Regions from separate parts of the Sus scrofa genome. Here region 2 is linked to region 1. A link is a contact called in public HiChIP or PLAC-seq data. All regions are on one chromosome and are shown on one strand. Each heading gives the region's core, a stretch centred on a gene start, on an enhancer-like site or on the middle of the called end of the contact. The rest is flanking DNA. Distances are from core to core; before and after follow the strand shown.

Region 1 (2,794 bases), core at 150-2,649:
TTCCTCAGACCAGCTGTTGATTATCCTGACAGGGCTCCTCTCCTCCCCCAGCATTCAAGGGAACTGAACATCAAACATCTTAATGGGTTGGCACAGGGCAGGAAGGTGTTGAATATTTTGGAATCCTTGAAAAAGCATTATTCCTTTATCTGCACCCTGCCCTCCACACCCCCATCTCCTCTCCTTTCTCTCATCACAGCAAATTCTGCAACGGTTAGGGCTATGGGCACAAAAGGGAAGGACCCATTGAGGCATTTTTTCCAATTAGGACTGAGATCATGAGGAGACAGGATGGGGTGTGGTGAAGGTGTATCTCAGCATCCGCAGCTCTGAAACGCGGTTTGGGGGTTGGAGGAGAGAATGGAGGCACCATTGACCTCAGATTAGAGCAGGAAAGTGTGAAATGGCTGTGGGCGTTAGTGATCGAGGCTAGCAGGACTTCTTAGCAGGAAGAGAACCAAGGGCATGCCCCAGGGCCACTCAGGTCCTCATAGGCTGCATTCCCAGTGGGGAGGGAACAGGAAGCTGTGACTTCCTCTCCCCTTTTCTTCCCTGCTTTTAGCCTCAAGGTCACTTGCTGCTGCAACGAATTCCAACCTGTGTTTTCGTTGGCGCTGTTCCCTGGCCATGGTGTTAATAACTGCTTAGTACCTTGCTCCCTTCTGCCACAAAGGCCCCCAACTTTTCCTTTGAAATAATAACCATTTGTGCAAATAGCAAGGCACAAAGTGCCCTTTCATATGTGTCATCTCATTTTATCACACTAATCCCGTGAAGAGAGATTTTAATTTGAAAAATTTAAGTAAGGAAACTGAGGTTCAGAGGAGGGAAGAAATTCACTAAAGTCACAGAGTGGTAGTAGAATTGGGACTCCAGAGCCTTGCCTGCCCCTACGCCCCCTCCCAGCCCACCTCCCCAGGTGCCCAGGGAGCACTTTCTGCAGAGAAGGGGGCCCCTGAACAGTTAGGAATAGAGGGGGTTATAGTTTGGTTCCTGCCATCCCTCAGATGGGGTATCTCTGGTCCCCTCCCTGGGTGGAGGCTTGGGGCTGCCCTTCATAGTGGGATAATTTCCCCTTCCCCATTCCCTCTCTTCTGCATGGAGACACACGCACGCACGCAGGCACGCACGCACGCACGCACTTATCCCAGGGTTCTGGTCCTCCCTCACCCTGCCCCACCCACCCCAAGACCAACAGAGAAGAGGCAGGTTGTCCCTCCAGGACCCGCCCTATGAGGTATGACCGTGGGCTGGGCCTCCAGGCAGCCAGAGGCCCCAGAGAAGCAGAGAAGCGCTCAGATCTACAGCAACCTGCAGAGCGCCCTAGGCGGCCCCTACCAGCCTGGCAGACACTCGCTGGCCCCTCTGCCCTGCACCACTGACATCTGATGCCCTGCGATGCCCACACCCAATACCTCTGCCCCCCTGCCCGCTTTCTGGGTCAATGCGTCTGGAGGCAGCGTGCTGAGTGCTGATGATGCAACGATGCCTGTTGGATTCCTAGCCCTGAGGGTCATGGTTGCCCTGGCCTATGGGCTTGTGGGGGCCGTCGGCTTACTGGGAAATTTGGCTGTGCTGTGGGTGCTGGGTAACTGCGCTCGGAGAGCCCCTTGCCCACCTTCTGACACTTTTGTCTTCAATCTGGCTCTGGCAGACCTGGGGCTGGCACTCACTCTTCCCTTCTGGGCAGCTGAGTCGGCGCTGGACTTCCACTGGCCCTTCGGAGGTGCCCTCTGCAAGATGATCCTGACAGCCACCGTCCTCAACATCTATGCCAGCATCTTCCTCATCACGGCGCTGAGTGTTGCCCGATACTGGGTGGTGGCCATGGCTGGGGGACCAGGTACCCACCTCTCGCTCTTCTGGGCCCGTGTGGCCACCCTGGCAGTGTGGGTAGCAGCTGCCCTGGTGACGGTGCCCACGGCTGTCTTTGGGGCTGAGGGCGAGTTGTGTGGCGTGCGGTTGTGTCTGCTGCGCTTTCCCAGCAGGTATTGGCTGGGGGCCTACCAGCTGCAGAGGGTGGTCCTGGCCTTTATGGTGCCACTGGGCATCATCACCACCAGCTACCTGCTGCTGCTGGCCTTCCTGCGACGGCGGCGACAGCGACGGCAGGACAACAGGGTTGTGGCCCGCTCCATCCGCATCCTTCTGGCTTCCTTCTTCCTCTGCTGGTTCCCCAACCATGTGGTCACTTTCTGGGGTGTCCTGGTGAAGTTTGACTTGGTGCCCTGGGACAGCACTTTCTACACCATCCATACCTATGTCTTCCCTGTCACCACCTGCCTGGCACACAGCAACAGCTGCCTCAACCCTGTGCTGTACTGCCTCCTAAGGCGGGAGCCCCGGCGGGCCCTGGAAGTCACCTTCAGGGACCTGAGAGCAAGGCTGTGGCCGCAGGGCCGGGGCTGGGTGGAACAGGTGGCCCTAAAGGAAGTGGGCAGGCGGTGGGAGGAGATCACCCCTAGGGATGGTGGCCCTTCTGCCATGCCCACCAACCGGGACAAAGGGACAGCTGGGTGAAGGGAGCAAGCTAATCCCCCTCTTTCTGGGGGTCTGCCAGGTCAGGTGCAGGATCCACGCATCCCAGGGAGAGAAAAGCTGGCTTCTCTGCTGTAATGTAACGCTCTCAGGGAGAGTCTGATCTTTGATCCCCAAGTCTGGCAGTGGGAGAATGGGGGAGGCCGGGGCCCAGATCAGGGCTGGGTAGGAAGAACCAGAAGTCTCCACGTGGAGATGGGAATGAAGAGGATCTGAGAATAAACCTCTGGAGCATCCACAAAGTGTGTGCACCTTT
Region 2 (2,794 bases), core at 116-2,615, 410 kb before region 1:
TGACTCGCAGGAAGGCTTAGCTAACATAAGTGGGCTAGAGGCTGGACCGTGGATCAGGGATGTCTGAAAGGAGAGAGAAGATTAGGGGCTGCACGGGAGCACGAGCTTGTGGAAGGAAGCAGCCAGGAAGATGAAGGCACCTCTGGGGTGTGGCTTGTCAATTCCCTTTTCACCTCAGGCAGGCATTGACGGGGAGAAGGAGCACGCCAATGCCAAGAAGATCCTGATGGAGATGGGAGAGTTCTTTCAGATTCAGGTAGGAAGGCGTGAGGCGCCAGCAGCGAACAGGCTCCGACTTTTCTTCTTGTCTCGGCGCCTCTTCATTCCTCCTTTGTCGTCTCCCCACCCACCCCAGGACGATTACCTCGACCTCTTTGGGGACCCCAGCGTGACAGGCAAGATCGGCACAGACATCCAGGACAACAAGTGCAGCTGGCTGGTGGTTCAGTGTCTGCAGCGGGCCTCTCCGGAGCAGCGCCAAATCCTGCAGGTGCCCCAGAGCGGGCTGTGGATCCCTGAGCTGCCGAAAAGGGGGATTGAGCTAGTGGTTCTGCAGTAGGGGTGATTTTGCACCACAGGGGGTGTTGGGCAATGTCAAGAGACATCTTGTTATAACTCGGTGTGTGCATGTGCCACACATCTCTCTAGTGGTTAGCAACCCAGCGGAGCTGCCAAACGTGCAGCTTCCCACACCAAGTTATCTGGCCAAAAAATTTCAGTAGTGCCAAGGGTTGAGAAATCCAGGGATAGAGGAAGCTGAGGGCTGAACCAGTCTCCTAGCATTTGGGGCGGGGAGGGAGAAGTTCACGATCCTAGATACTCGGAGACACTTGAAATTGGAGACAGCGATGGTGGGAATGGCATTGAAGATGTTCTGGAATATCCAGATGAGGGGAGTGGAGGGGACCTGGAGGTGTTGAGGGAAGGCTAACAGGCCCACTTTCCTGCCTCCAACGCTCCAGGAGAACTATGGGCAGAAGGATGCTGAGAAGGTGGCCCGGGTGAAGGCGCTGTATGAGGAGATGAATCTGCAGGCAGTGTTCCTGCAGTACGAGGAAGACAGTTACAGCCACCTGATGGGTCTCATCGAGCAGTATGCTGCGCCCCTGCCCCCGGCCATCTTCCTGGAGCTGGCACACAAGATCTACAAGAGAAGAAAGTAGCCCAGAGACTGAAGGTGGGAGGGGGGGCTCTCAATAAATTACTATCTAACCTCCGGTTCCGTTCCTGTTTTTTTGCCAGCCAGGGGCGCAGCTGTGTCCAGAATAGGCAGGGTGGAGGGTAGCTGCGTGGAAACCGGGACTGTGGGCTTTGGCTTTAGGATCTGCCCGGGATCGAATGCTCAAAGCCCTCAAAAGCAGTCGACCTGGGCCTGGGTGGGTGCCGGGCAAGACGTCAAGCGCTGGGGGCTGGGTCTCGGTCACGCCCCGCCCATGCGTGAAGGGGCGCGGCTGCGCAGCGCTGGCCGGTTGTGCCAGCGCCCCTCCCCTCCAGTCTGTGTGGGCTGGGCGGGGTCCGTGGGAGCCACAGAGGATCCCCGACGCCGCTGCGGAGCGGTTGCAGGAGGACCCTGGTGAGGATGGCCTTTGGGTGTGGCTGGAGGGATAGGGCACGTGGGGTGGGGCAGGAGAGGGGGAGCAGTGAAAAATGAATAGACAAGGGGCGGGGTGGTAGCTGGACGATGGAGACAACTGCAGAGAGAATGGAAAGACATGCAGGTTCTCGGAGCTGGATGAAGGTGCACAGCTGCTGTGGGCTGGAGCCCGGGTTCTATGCGGGCCGACCTGCCAGGCTGCGTTGACATGCTGATGGCTGCTTCGTCCTTCCCCCCACGCCCGCCCCTTTCCTGCATTAACCAGCCAGACGCGCCTCCCCCTCTCATTTCAGAGCATCTGGGCGGGGCCTCTCGGCCCCTTCTGGGAGTGAGGGGCATTCTGGGGGCAGGGCCAGATTGCAGTAGAGTGGATCCCGGGGCCATTCTCAGCCTGGCCCCATCCTTTTACAAGCCCCTGCACCTCCAAGGAGACTGAGAACGCAGCCGCATTCTCTAACCCGTCCCGCCCCATTCCCAGGAGGTTACAGTCGACTCCACCTGCAAACACTGCAGCGGATGCTAATGGCCAGTTGATGTCTGTTTGCATCTCATCTAAATATTGTTTAAGGCGCCTTTCCAGGCCTGCTCCAGCCATCAGTCACCTCAGCGTCCTTCCTGCGGCCCGCACCCTCACTGCTGGTTTCACCATCCCTGTCTTCTAGGTCTGCGTCTGCTGTTGCCAGGTAGGTGGATGTGAGAGGCCTGAGCCTCCTCATTCTCTAGAGGCTACCCCGTCGCCGCCGGCACCATGCTGTCCCCTCAGAGGGCTTTACTCTGCAACCTCAACCACATCCACCTCCAGCATGTCTCTCTGGGCCTGCACTTGTCCCGCCGTCCGGAGCTACGAGAGGGGCCCTTGAGCACATCCCCTCCCCCAGGGGACACCGGGGGTAAGGAGAGCCGAGGGCCTTGCAGCGGGACCCTGGTGGACGCCAATTCCAACAGCCCAGCCGTGCCCTGCCGATGCTGCCAGGAGCACGGGCCAGGCCTAGAAAACCGGCAGGTCCCAGCACAGGAAGAAGAGGGGGCTGCCTCTCCCTCGGACCCAGGCTGCTCCTCCTCTCTCAGCTCCTGCTCAGATTTTAGCCCGGATGAGTCCCCCATCTCAGTCTACTCCAGGGAGCTCCCTGGCAATGAGGATGTCCACCCTCAGCCCAGCATCGTCCCCCTGGAGCAAGGCTCTCCACTGGCCTCCGCCGG

The links. HiChIP or PLAC-seq counts read pairs in DNA pulled down with a chosen protein or histone mark.
Region 2: a contact with region 1 is called in an H3K27ac HiChIP or PLAC-seq map of alveolar macrophages. The contact joins the promoter of RUSC1 here to the promoter of RXFP4 in region 1. A contact is called at or near these places in 1 of 5 promoter capture datasets (fetal liver) and 1 of 2 datasets of contacts at active chromatin or transcription factors (alveolar macrophages).

The regions. Positions count from the first base shown.
Region 1 is chr4:94,083,700-94,086,493 of Sscrofa11.1, reverse strand. RXFP4 (relaxin/insulin like family peptide receptor 4) reads left to right here and starts at 1,399. Exons shown (of 1, transcript NM_001005844.1): 1 at 1,399-2,520. The coding sequence starts at 1,399. The coding sequence ends at 2,520.
Region 2 is chr4:94,498,564-94,501,357 of Sscrofa11.1, reverse strand. It overlaps RUSC1 (RUN and SH3 domain-containing protein 1), which reads left to right and starts at 1,365. Exons shown (of 12, transcript XM_013997003.2): 1 at 1,365-1,573; 2 at 2,257-2,794. The coding sequence starts at 2,343. FDPS (farnesyl diphosphate synthase) reads left to right here. Exons shown (of 10, transcript NM_001185131.1): 8 at 179-256; 9 at 356-490; 10 at 963-1,163. The coding sequence ends at 1,163.